3 separate regions of the Mus musculus genome follow, and all the other regions are linked to region 1. Evidence: chromatin contacts called from public HiChIP or PLAC-seq data. All regions are on one chromosome and are shown on one strand. The core of a region is the stretch at or near the end of the contact, and the rest is flanking DNA. Distances in the headings are between cores, read along the strand shown.

Region 1 (3,558 bases), core at 37-2,536:
GAGCATGTCCAAAGAGACCTGCCTGGCAGCTCCCCCATTTTCCACTCTCTCCCCGCTTCCTCCAGTATTGTCACCATCATCTGGCCCACTGGAGCCCCAAGAAGGTGGTTCAACAGCGAATCCTCCGAATGGCTTCAAAAGGAAGCAATGCGCAGAGCTAGAAGCCCATCATCCTTCCCCGAGGCTCCCATTCATTCAGTTCTCCATGCATACACCCGTAATTGGATGGGGATCCAGGACAGGTGCTGCGGCTGTCACGCTCGTTCCCCTCCCGGTGGAGCAGGGCCCGGGAGGGGCTTCCCCTCGTTGCACACAAGCAGCTGCGCCCCGCTTATCCCCACTGCGCACTCGGCCCTCCAGCTCTCGCCATTGTCTCTGCCCAGAACAGACAGATGCCGCCCCCGCCAGCACGGGGATGAGGCACTGGAGGCGCAAGTCCCCAGCTGCGACGCTGGGAAACGTCGCCCCTCGCCCCGGGAATCCCACTCCGGAGGGGCATCTCCCTCGCCTTCCTCAAAGTTTAGTGCAAACTAAAACCTAAATCGGGAGAAATTGAGCGAGTTCTGGGGGAGCCTGGCAATGGAGGAAACGGGTCCCCTCGGCCCCAGTAATCAGGAACATGTGTTTCGTAAGAGCGATCCGCGGTCGGGCTAGGCTAGCTACACCGAGGGGAAAAGGTAAAGGTGAAGAGCAGGAGACGCGCCGGCCGAGCATCCACCTCCCTCCCTCCCCGCGCACGGCCGCGCTCACCTCCATCTCGGTGTCCGCGGGGCCCGAGCCCGCAGCACACGGAGCCGCGGGCGCCGCGCCGCCCTCGGGGCCGCCTTTGTTGCCGCTGCTGCTCCCGCCGGCGCCCGCCGCCGAGGGCTTGGAAGGCGCGCTCTCGGGAGGCGGGGGCGGCGGAGGCTCCACCGCGGACGACATGTTCCGGCTGCGTCACCCGCCGCGGCCACGGGCAGGCGCGGCGCCGAGGGAAGCGGCTTGGGCCTGCGCGACACGGGCGTCCGGGCCGCCGGAGGAGTGAGACCTGCCCGGAAGCTCTCACGCGCGAGGGCTCCGCCACCGACCCGAGCCGGCCCAGCCGCGCCGCTCGCCTCGCCGTCCTCTTCCGCGGGACTCTGCTCCACAGGCGTTTACCTCACGGCGGGAATCACGTCGACGGGAGTGGGCGGGGCCAGCGGGGTCACGGAGGTCAGGGAAGGCGGGCTGACTCTGAGGAGGCGGAGGGCCGAGGGAAAGGGAAAGGAAAACGGAAGGTTCTCAGAGGCCTCCCGGCGCCTTCTCCTCTCCGGGAGTGGATTCTCTTCTCCAGCCAACCAGGACAGCTACCTACGCCACCCGCTCTCAACCCTCGCGAGATCGCTCGTTCCCCCTTAGAAGGCCGGCTCGCGAGGGCGCGTGCGCATGCTCCTCCTTGGCCCCGCCTCCTCCAGGCCTCTAGCGGGCTGTGGAGCCGAGTGGGCGGGGCCTCGAGGAAGCGCGTCGGCGGTGCTTTGCGCCTCCGCTCCTCCGAGTGACGCGAGCTGGGTCTTCGGCGCTCCCGTAACGGCTCGGCTCGCTGTCTTCCGCCGCGCTAGGGCTCCCTCTTGGGAACGGCGCGACTGTTAGGCAAGGAGCAAAGGCCTGGGCTGGCCTTCGTCGTCCTGCCGCCTTCGCTCACGGGCGTGACGTTAAGTGACGTTGGACGCCTGAGAAGAAAAATCACCTCAGAATTAAAAAGTCTGCGTGTTCGCTCCGTCAGTCGGCTTCGTTTAGAGAGTTCGGCGTTTGTCAAGTTCAAGTTAAGACAGAAGACGCGCTGCCCTGTTAGAATGGCAGCAGATAAAGGCAGACAAATGATGGCGAGTTTTCGCATGAAACAAATACACATTTGTCTCAAGAAGTGTTTACCAGGCGTGGTGGCGCACACCTTTAATCCCAGCACTACAGAGGCAGAGACAGGCGGATCTCTTGAGTTGAGGCCAGCCTGGTCTACAGAGCGAGTTCCAGGACAGCCAGGGCTACACCGAGGAAACAAGTGTTCGTTATTCGTGTTGCTTCTTTATCCTGCCTTAGGCTGTCATGGAGGCTACTGAATCCTACGGAATATAAACACTGTTCCATTCATCCCCCACCTACTCCCAGGCACAAAAGATCTTTATCTTAATTAATCCCATTATTTAGTCCCCACCTATGTTGAATAAAAAGTCTTTTCCAGAGTTACTTTCAAACTTCTTGGAATAGATAATATTCATATATAATTTCAAATGTTTTAACCAGTCGAATAATCGTTAACTAAAATGGAGAACCTGAAAACGCTCTCGTTTAACATACTGTAGCTCATTTGGTGAGTTGTTGGGGAGCATACATGAAATCCTGGGCTTGAGTCCTAGCACTATTTAATCTGGATGCCGTGACTCGTACCCCAAATCCCAGCACTTAGAGAAGTGTAGGCACGGTCATCCTTGGCTACTAGGCCAGCCTAGACTAAAAGACACTAAAAGTGTCTCCAAAAACTAATAGATATAAGGAGCTGGAAGAGATGGTTCAAAGGTTAAGAGCACTGGTTCAATTCCCAGCACCCGTATGTCAGCTCATAACTGTTAAGTCTAGTTCCAGGGGATTCAACCCCCTCACATATATGCATAATTAAAAATATTTTGCCGGCGGGGAGTGAGACTGGGTTATTCTCTATAGCCCTGGCTGTCCTGGAACTCACTGTTTAGACCAGGCTGGAATTAAAGGTGTACACTGTGCCACCACCACCACCCAGCAAAATAAAATCTTTTTTTAAAAAGTAGTATAAAGCCACGTGGTGGTGGTGCATGCCTTTAATCCCAGCACTCGGGAGGCAGAGGCAGGCGGATTTCTGAGTTCGAGGCCAGCCTGGTCTGCAGAGAGTTCCAGGACAGCCAGGGCTATACAGAGAAACTCTGTCTCGAAAAAACAAAAAAACAAAACAAAAAGTAGTATTAAAAAGTATTTCAAAGATATAGTAATGCTTACATATATATGTGGTTAAATACAATAATTCTCAGCGTAGTCTTTATAGTGGCAAAAAGCTAGTAAAGGGCTAAAATTGAACATATTAATATTAAGAATATTGTACACCTTTAAAATGAACTAGTAGCATTTAACAATCATTAACATAAAAGTATGTTCATTATGAAGTACTATCTGAAAATGTTTTGTACTTCAAAAATGTGTTCAAACAAGTATATTTGTGGAATTATTAAAAATTGATTGTGGGCTGTATATTCTAATTCTTGTCAGCATTTCATTTTTATTACATTGTTTTCTGATTATATATGGTAGGGAGATATGCACACATGTCTGCATGTGTACAGGTGAGAGGATAAATTTGAGGAGTTGGTTCTCTCCTGTCATGTGGGTCCTGGCAGCCTCTTTCTCCACTAAGCAGTCTCACAATTTTTTTTTAAACAAGTGTGTTGTAGTAGTGAAAATCTACTTCTTATCTGCTTTTTTAGAGGTATAATTGACAGATAAAGTTTATATGAACTAGGGGTTTGGCTCAGTGGTATCTTCAACCCCTAGCACAAGAGTGAAAGTGTGTTTATT
Region 2 (3,800 bases), core at 1,215-3,714, 180 kb after region 1:
AGATCTGGTGAAGTTGCTTATTTGGAACAGGCTCTCACCCGGTGCTGGGGTTTTGTGATGCTGGGTACGTGGCTTAGCTTCCCAAGGTACCCCCCCACACACACACACACATACCGCCCTGTTATAGAGGAAGCAATAAGTCGGGTCTGGCAGAGAGAATGTGAGCACAAAATACAACAGGCCGGGGACCAGGGACGTGTCACAGTTGGTAGAGCATTTGCTAACATGCATGGCACCAGGGGTCTGATCTCACAGCACTGCAAAACCTGATCACAGTGAGGAACACTAAAGCCAGCACTTGCAGAGGATCAGACGGTCAGTGTTTCCCTCTGAGCACATAGCGTTTGCGCTCCTCACACGAGGCTAGTTTGGGCTACGTAAGATCCAGTTCCCAAAACAAGCCCTGACCCCACCTCTAATAAACCCAATAATGTAGTTTTCTGTGTTTTGTTTTTAAATTTATTTGAGACTTTTATACAAGAGTATACTACTGTATTTGCATTTCCATCCCTCTCTTCCCCTTTCAACTCCTCCTGTGTCCCCATCATTTTCTTTCAAACTCATGACTTCTATAATTATTGTACACACACACACACACACACACACACACACACACACACACACACACACACACACACCATTGTATTGACTCCAATTAGTGTTACTATATGTGCTTGCATTTAGGAATGGCCACTAAGGAATGGTCCCTGGGAAAACAGATTTTTTCTCCTTTAGCAGCCATTAACTACCTGTAGTTCTTCATCTAGGTGTGGGGACTTGTGAACTTTCTCTTCACCCATTTGACTAGAGTGGTCTTGTGAAGGCATCCATATAGATTAGAGTTAACGGGTGTGACAGTATTGTCCTGTCCAGATGACAGTGTCAAGCCATAGTTGTCTTGCTGTTTACAATACTGTAGTTTCAACAAACTAAGAATACTTTCAGCAAATCTTCTGTTTCTTTCACATAATTCACATCTTTGAATTCTGGAATAACAGGCTCACATTGAAGAATGGGGCATGGGGGAAGGGCATTAGTGATAGGATCCTCTACTGAGCCTCATCACCCGCCCTCCCACACTCCCCACCTCCTCCCTCCCTTCCCCCAACCCAGCTCTGGAGCTGACTGCATCTCTCAGGGGATCTTAGAGCTGCATGAGAAGAAATGGCCTTTGGTATGCTGCCAACTAGAGCGCAGCCTTTCCAGAGCTGTCCCAAGCCCAAGGCGTTTCCCGGGAACTGGACCAGCTGTCAGTAGAAGAGGCCTGGCTTCTTTGGGCTTGGCAAATTTCTTTGGTCTTTCCAAAGAACCCTGCCTGGGTCTTGCCAGACATGATGTGGTTCCCGGTCTCTTCAGGCAGTTTCTGTTCATTAATCGGGGCATCTTGGAGCAAGAAATTCATCACATTGCGGGTATTTCCCCCAAAAGGTTCCAAGCTAAAAATATTCTGTGTCCCAATCTCTAAAACGTTATGTATTACTATGCAGCAGTCATGGTTTGTATATGTTTCTTAGTTGTATGTCACTTGAGATTAAAATGAAAAAAAAAAGCTCAAACATCAAACGTACTACAGAATTAACCTTTAGTTGTATGGTTAAAAGCACTTTCAAAACCCTTAAGTCTTGCTGGGCAGTGGTGGCACACGCCTTTAGTCCCAACACTTGGGAGGCAGAGGCAGTCGGATTTCTGAGTTCAAGGCCAGCCTGGTCTACAAAGTGAGTTCCAGGACATTCAGGGCTATACAGAGAAACCCTGTCTCGAAAAACAAAAAAACAAAACCGAAAACCAAGCCAAACCGAACCAAACCAAAACCATGAGTCTCAAGAAAAAGATAAAGGAGAATGGCTCTTGTGTGTGTTGATCACTTCTGTGCATGGTTCTCTGGGAAGGTAAAGAGTCTCCATACTATTTTATAGTGAATTCTTTAATTTTCTGCTAAATAGTTTTGCAAAGTATATAGCAAACTTTGTGAGGGGCATATCTCAGTCTGACCCTACTTCTCCACTGAAAGTTATGTCAATAATTAGGTCATCAAAACGGAGAGTACAGGGTGAGATGTAGCTTCAGTAGAGCATGTGCCGAGCTTGTGCAAAGCTCTGAGTTTAACGTCCTATTGGAGGTCAGCTGCATGGGGTGGTATACACCTGGCATTCCAGCCTCAGGAGGCAGAGAAGGAAGGATCAAAAGTTCAAGATCATTGCTAGTCATAAGGTTAAGTTCTAAGGCAGGCGGGGATACATAAGGCTATTTCAAAACAAACAGACGAAATAAATAGCACCACTAGAGACACCAGGGTGTGGGGGTGGGTGGGAGGGGAGTGGCTCTGAATGATATTGTCCCCTATTTCTTGGAACATCTGCAGGAAGGAAATGAAACTTGTTTTTGTTTCTGTGTGACTGAGAGATGAGCCTGAAGTCGCCTGTCTATTGAAAGAGTCCCTGGAGCTTTAGAATCCCCAGGAGGATGCTAGCAGGGCTCTGGGAATGGGGTCTCCACCAGCTGTTCTGGCCTTGGGTAGAAGTGTGGCATGCCTGGGAGCTTGTTGCCCTTCTCTTTGTAGGCAGTAGATGGAGCTGAGCATGAACTGAACCTTCGGAGACTGTGAGACAAACGCGCCTCTCCTCTCTTAAGGTGTTTACCTCGACTCGAGTATTTTGTCCCAGCGGTGGGACTAACACATGAGGTGCACTAACGCATGAAGTGGGACAGTTTGAGCGTGAGGCACAGAGGTAAAGGTTTCTGCACCATCATATATGTGCAGACTTCTCTGGCTGCGTCTTTCCAACCTACATCTAATATTTATAAAGAAACATGTATAACAACCGACCTTCACTATAGATATCCATATAGAAGGAAGACTGAAGGCTAACTAGAGAGAATGCCTGTGGTTGGAATTCAGGTTCTATCATTTACCAGGTCAGTAACCTTGAACAAGCTGCTTACTTGTAGCTTTCTCAACTTAATAGGGAACAAAATAGGAATAACAGTTTCTATTTTCTGAATCAGAACTAATGAAATCAGGGTTTACCGTTATTAGTGTTGTTGTTGTTATTGATGTGTGTGTGTGTGTGTGTGTGTGTGTACTCATATAGGTGCACATATATACACGTGTGTGAAGCCCAGTGGACCACCCTCGCAGTCATTCACCCTGGTTTCTTGAGAGAGGCTCTCTGATGGGCCTGGACCTTGCTGCCTTGGGTAGATTGGCTTGTTATAAGCCCTAGGAACCTACTCCTTTGGGGCTGAGATTACGTGTGTGGATCATTATGCCTACCCCTTTCTTTTCCTTCCTTCCTTCCTTCCTTCCTTCCTTCCTTCCTTCCTTCCTTCCTTCCTTCCTTCCTTCCTTCCTTCCTTCCTTCCTTCCTTCCTTCCTCCCTCCCTCCCTCCCTCCCTCCCTCCCTCCCTCCCTCCCTCCCTCCCTCCCTCCCTCCCTCCCTCCCTTCTTTCTTTCTTTCTTTCTTTCTTTCTTTCTTTCTTTCTTTCTTTCTTTCTTTCTTTCTTTCTTTCTTTCTCTAACATGTGTGTGTGTGTGCTTCGAGTAGACACAATACATGTGCATGAGTGTGCACACAACAGCATTCCTGGGCCCTGAAAGCTACTAGACACGAGGGTAAGAATACAGTGCAGCCTTCGGAAGGTAGCTGATCAAGTACAGGCAGCTTAGCTGGGCCCAGATACCTCACTGGTTACTTAAGGCTTTGAAAGGGAAGGTTCCCATCATCTGGGCTGCTCTTTGCTTTCCTGGGAGGGGAGTGTCTTACTCGGGGTAAGTGAGAGCGAGGAGCCCGAGCCCTGGC
Region 3 (3,553 bases), core at 339-2,838, 250 kb before region 1:
TAATCTTGCGTTTCCTTAAGTTTAAAAAAGCATTTGGATGAAGAAAATAAAACAGGAAGTAGTTTGAACATTCTATAGGAACACAGAGACAAGGTGCGAACTCCCGTGGGAAAAAAAAAACCATAAAAGTCTCGCCCTCCTGTTGAGATCGGCAGGAATCACCTGTAGCAATCATCTGAAGCAGAGGTAGCTGGCAGATACTCGTAGGCAGAAATGAACGGCTAAAACAAGGACGATAGACGTCGGACAGAGCTCAAGGATCCAAACTATTTTCCTCCTCTCCAACATCGTAGCTTGTGTTTCTGCATGGCGCTGCAGTGACTGGCCCAATACTACTTAGAGAAAAGTAGCCAAGCACATACAGAACCAACCTGATGAGATCTCTGTCAGATTGCATGTCTCAAACACAATTGTTTAATCTTCAGACGCTGGCTCAAAATTCTCAAAACACAGTTGTGCTTGCCTGACACATTTGTGGGATGTAAGTCATAGATACGACCTGATGATACTCCTGGACAACGAAGAGGAAGGGAAAGACTTGATGTTTTCTCCAGTTGTGTTTTCTTGTTTTGTTTTGTTTCCACATTTCGTTTCTATTATGCAGAACAGCCACTAGAGGTCGCCACGTGTCTCCATTTCCACACACTCGAATTTTCAACCTGAGAAGCCACCAGCTTTTGCATTTCTTTAAATTCGGGGGCGGGGGGGGAGGGGAGGACGCATCAAGGACACCAGAAAGAACCGCAATTCTCTATTAGCTGGTGGTCAGCTCCCGCTCCGCAGCTTAATAAGGGCTGATTTCCAAAGACTTTCGAATCAAAGCTACTCTTCTCCTATGTCCTGAGCCCAAGCCGGTATCTGCCTGGAGTTTGTCTCCGCTGTGGTCGGGCTTCCTGCTTCTGCTCAGCGCTACACACACTCCCTTTATGCTTTCAGGGTGACTGGGGTTTGCCTGGTCTTGTTTTCTAGCGTTTACTTTTGTTATTTGGGGATTGCCTCACGGTCACTGAGCAACAGAGCATTTTAAAGCATTGTAAAGCACGTAACTGCTTTTATAGCCACACGGACACTGCAGTTCAGTTCGAATTCCACTTTCCTGGAAGATTTCTCCCGACTCACGTTTCTTTCATTACTCTTTGAGCTGTCACGAGCTTGACAGCCTTTCAAACCTCAGAGTTCGCAAACATTGTGTAAAGTTTTCAATGCATGCAGTTCGTACACAAGAAGCCACTTTCTTAAGGGATCATAGGGACCCCCGCATTAGAAACACTCCTACTCTCCAAGTCCAGCGCCTGCCCTGACCTCTGCAGTCTCTATGTCCAGTTGAGTGGTCCTTGGTGCTGCCTTGTGGTGCTCACTTCGTTTACATGAAGTAAATTTAACACAGCAGGCAATTCTTTGGAACAAAGATTTTAATTCCACTCTGGTCCTCGCAGTTATGCAGACCTCTAGTTATCTTTATTAACAGACACTAAATAATGTTGCATCATTTAAATGCTAGCCAATGTGTGTCAACGGATAGAGGCCCCGGGAAGGTGGGCCTGAGAGATACCAGGAGGTAGGCAAGGCCTTCCTAAGGCTGACAGACACTCCCAGTATGACCGAGAGCACAGCTGCTGTGACAACATCAGGTGAGTGAATATTTTCAGCTTGATGATATTTTATTCTCGATGACTTATTTAAACTATGAATTGCCCCAATGCTGGTTTTCTTACTTAACTGAACCAATGACTGAGTAGTACATTCAGTTTCAGTCTGGAGGGTGTGTTTAAATAGGATTCAGCTAGGGACAGGAGTGGCACACTGCAGCCCACAACCATTTGTGCCTGAATAGCAGTTCCCCAGTCTAAGAAATGCCTTTGATTCTAACCCTAGATAGCAGTAAACTTGTATCAAGTGTAAGTAATATCGTTACATAAATAACCATGTTACTTCGCTTGGGGCTATGAAGAGACTTATTTCTAAGCTAAGGTTAACTGGTGAAGGTTAGGGTAGACTTATGCCCTTTCTTTTTCAAAACTAGTATAACCAGTTTCTCCTGCTGAGAGGAGACAAGCTGTCAGCATGAAACTGAGGGGTTTCTCTTTGTGGAACTGTTACTACTGTTACTAAGAAAACAACAACAAAAACAACAATAACCACAAAAACCTTTCTAATTGCTCTATGGCTGGGCTGAATCCAAAGTAATATGTTTTTAAAATAAATTAATATAATTTAATTTAATTTATTAAAATAATTTAATTTATTAAAATAATTAAAATTTTAATTTAATATTTTTAAAATTTTAATCGAAATTTAAATTTTAAAAATTATTAAGATAAATTGATATAATAAAATAAATATAATATAAAATAAAATAAATATAATATAATATAAAATAAAATATTTTAAAGTAGCCTTACTTTTGGCCTCCTGAGGATATTTTAAGCCATGTTCTCTCAAACACAGTGAGTGACTCTGTGTTAGAAACACATAGCCCAGGCGAGGGGGGGGGGAGCATATTTCATCCATGGCACAGCTACGGCCTGAGTCAGGGTGGACAGCAGAGAAGTGCTGAGCTCTCTGTAGGACACTGGGTGAGATTCAGTCTCCCTGGCAGAGGGTATGAGGCAAGCGTTAGGAACACGGGCACAATGTGGGGCCTAGTAAACACAGAAGTGGATGATCACAGTCAGCTATTGGATGGGTCACACGGCCCCCAGTGGAGGAGCTAGAGAAATTACCCAAGGAGCTAAAGGGAACTGCAACCCTATAGGTGGAACAACAATATGAACTAACCAGTACCCGGGAGCTCTTGTCTTTAGCTGCATATGTATCAAAAGATGGCCTAGTCGGCCATCACTGCAAAGAGAGGCCCATTGGACTTGCAAACTTTATATGCCCCAGTACAGGGGAACGCCAGGGCCAAAAAGGGGGAGTGGGTGGGTAGGGGATTGGGGGGGTGGGTATGGGGGACCTTTGGGATAGCATTGAAAATGTAAACGAGGAAAATACCTAATTAAAAAAAGAAGAAGAAAAAAAGAGATTGCTAAAAAAAAAAAAAAGGAACACGGGCACAAGAAACAGAAGTGAATTCAAATCTAAGTCTGGTATACCTGAGGCAAATCATTGGCCCTATCTTGGCCTCATCTATAAAATGCAGGCAATGCTGATACTGATCTCGTAATAACCGCATAAGGGCTGAGCTAAGTACCATTAAAATAGGTGCTCGCTATGGTAGCCATGACTAGCCATAGTAGTACACCATGATGTCTCTGTATCATGTGAGGTCCCTGGCTGCCTTTGTATTTCAGTCCACCCGACTAGAGCTGTGATCAGCAGAACATGTGGATATCAGGTATCTTTGGGTGCTCATTTCACACCCTTTCAATATATAGCCACGGATAGAATGACTGACTGTGTAATATGTTTGGGGTCTCCACAATGTTGCGACAGTGACTTCTTTATAAAGTTTACTTTTATTCCACATCCTCAGAACTTTTTTTCTTTTTTTAAAGAATACCTGTTGCAGCTGGGGAGCATGCTGTGATCCCAGCACTCAGAGGCAGAGGCA

Evidence for each region. HiChIP or PLAC-seq counts read pairs in DNA pulled down with a chosen protein or histone mark.
Region 2: an H3K4me3 HiChIP or PLAC-seq map of the 230-238 cell line shows a contact between it and region 1, with 13 read pairs. The contact joins the enhancer-like site here to the promoter of Smarca5 in region 1. A contact is called at or near these places in 8 of 39 promoter capture datasets (the C10 cell line, the HPC-7 cell line, cranial neural crest and 4 more), 3 of 15 datasets of contacts at CTCF or cohesin (the NIH/3T3 cell line, large pre-B cells and pro-B cells), 7 of 115 datasets of contacts at active chromatin or transcription factors (the 230-238 cell line, bone marrow-derived macrophages, embryonic basal ganglia and 3 more) and 1 of 9 other capture datasets (adipose tissue).
Region 3: an H3K4me3 HiChIP or PLAC-seq map of fetal liver shows a contact between it and region 1, with 4 times the contacts expected there. The contact joins the promoter of Gypa here to the promoter of Smarca5 in region 1. A contact is called at or near these places in 10 of 39 promoter capture datasets (the 3T3-L1 cell line, the HPC-7 cell line, HPC-7-derived erythroid cells and 7 more), 1 of 484 Hi-C or Micro-C datasets (embryonic stem cells), 15 of 115 datasets of contacts at active chromatin or transcription factors (astrocytes, cardiomyocytes, embryonic basal ganglia and 11 more) and 2 of 9 other capture datasets (adipose tissue and pancreatic islet).

Annotation. Positions count from the first base shown.
Region 1 is chr8:80,738,173-80,741,730 of GRCm38.p6, forward strand. It overlaps Smarca5 (SWI/SNF related, matrix associated, actin dependent regulator of chromatin, subfamily a, member 5), which reads right to left and starts at 1,287. Exons shown (of 24, transcript NM_053124.2): 1 at 751-1,287. The coding sequence starts at 924.
Region 2 is chr8:80,921,652-80,925,451 of GRCm38.p6, forward strand. No RefSeq gene overlaps it. Among named protein-coding and RNA genes, the nearest start is that of Gm31223, 25 kb to the right of the region's middle. Within about 2 kb of position 2,465, at least 12 of the 459 cell types and tissues checked have an H3K27ac peak or open chromatin away from gene starts, as enhancers often do. A contact at or near this core is called in the 230-238 cell line and pro-B cells, where this site is marked.
Region 3 is chr8:80,492,457-80,496,009 of GRCm38.p6, forward strand. It overlaps Gypa (glycophorin A), which reads left to right and starts at 1,589. Exons shown (of 8, transcript NM_010369.3): 1 at 1,589-1,631. The coding sequence starts at 1,598. RefSeq lists a cis regulatory region at 1,311-1,493.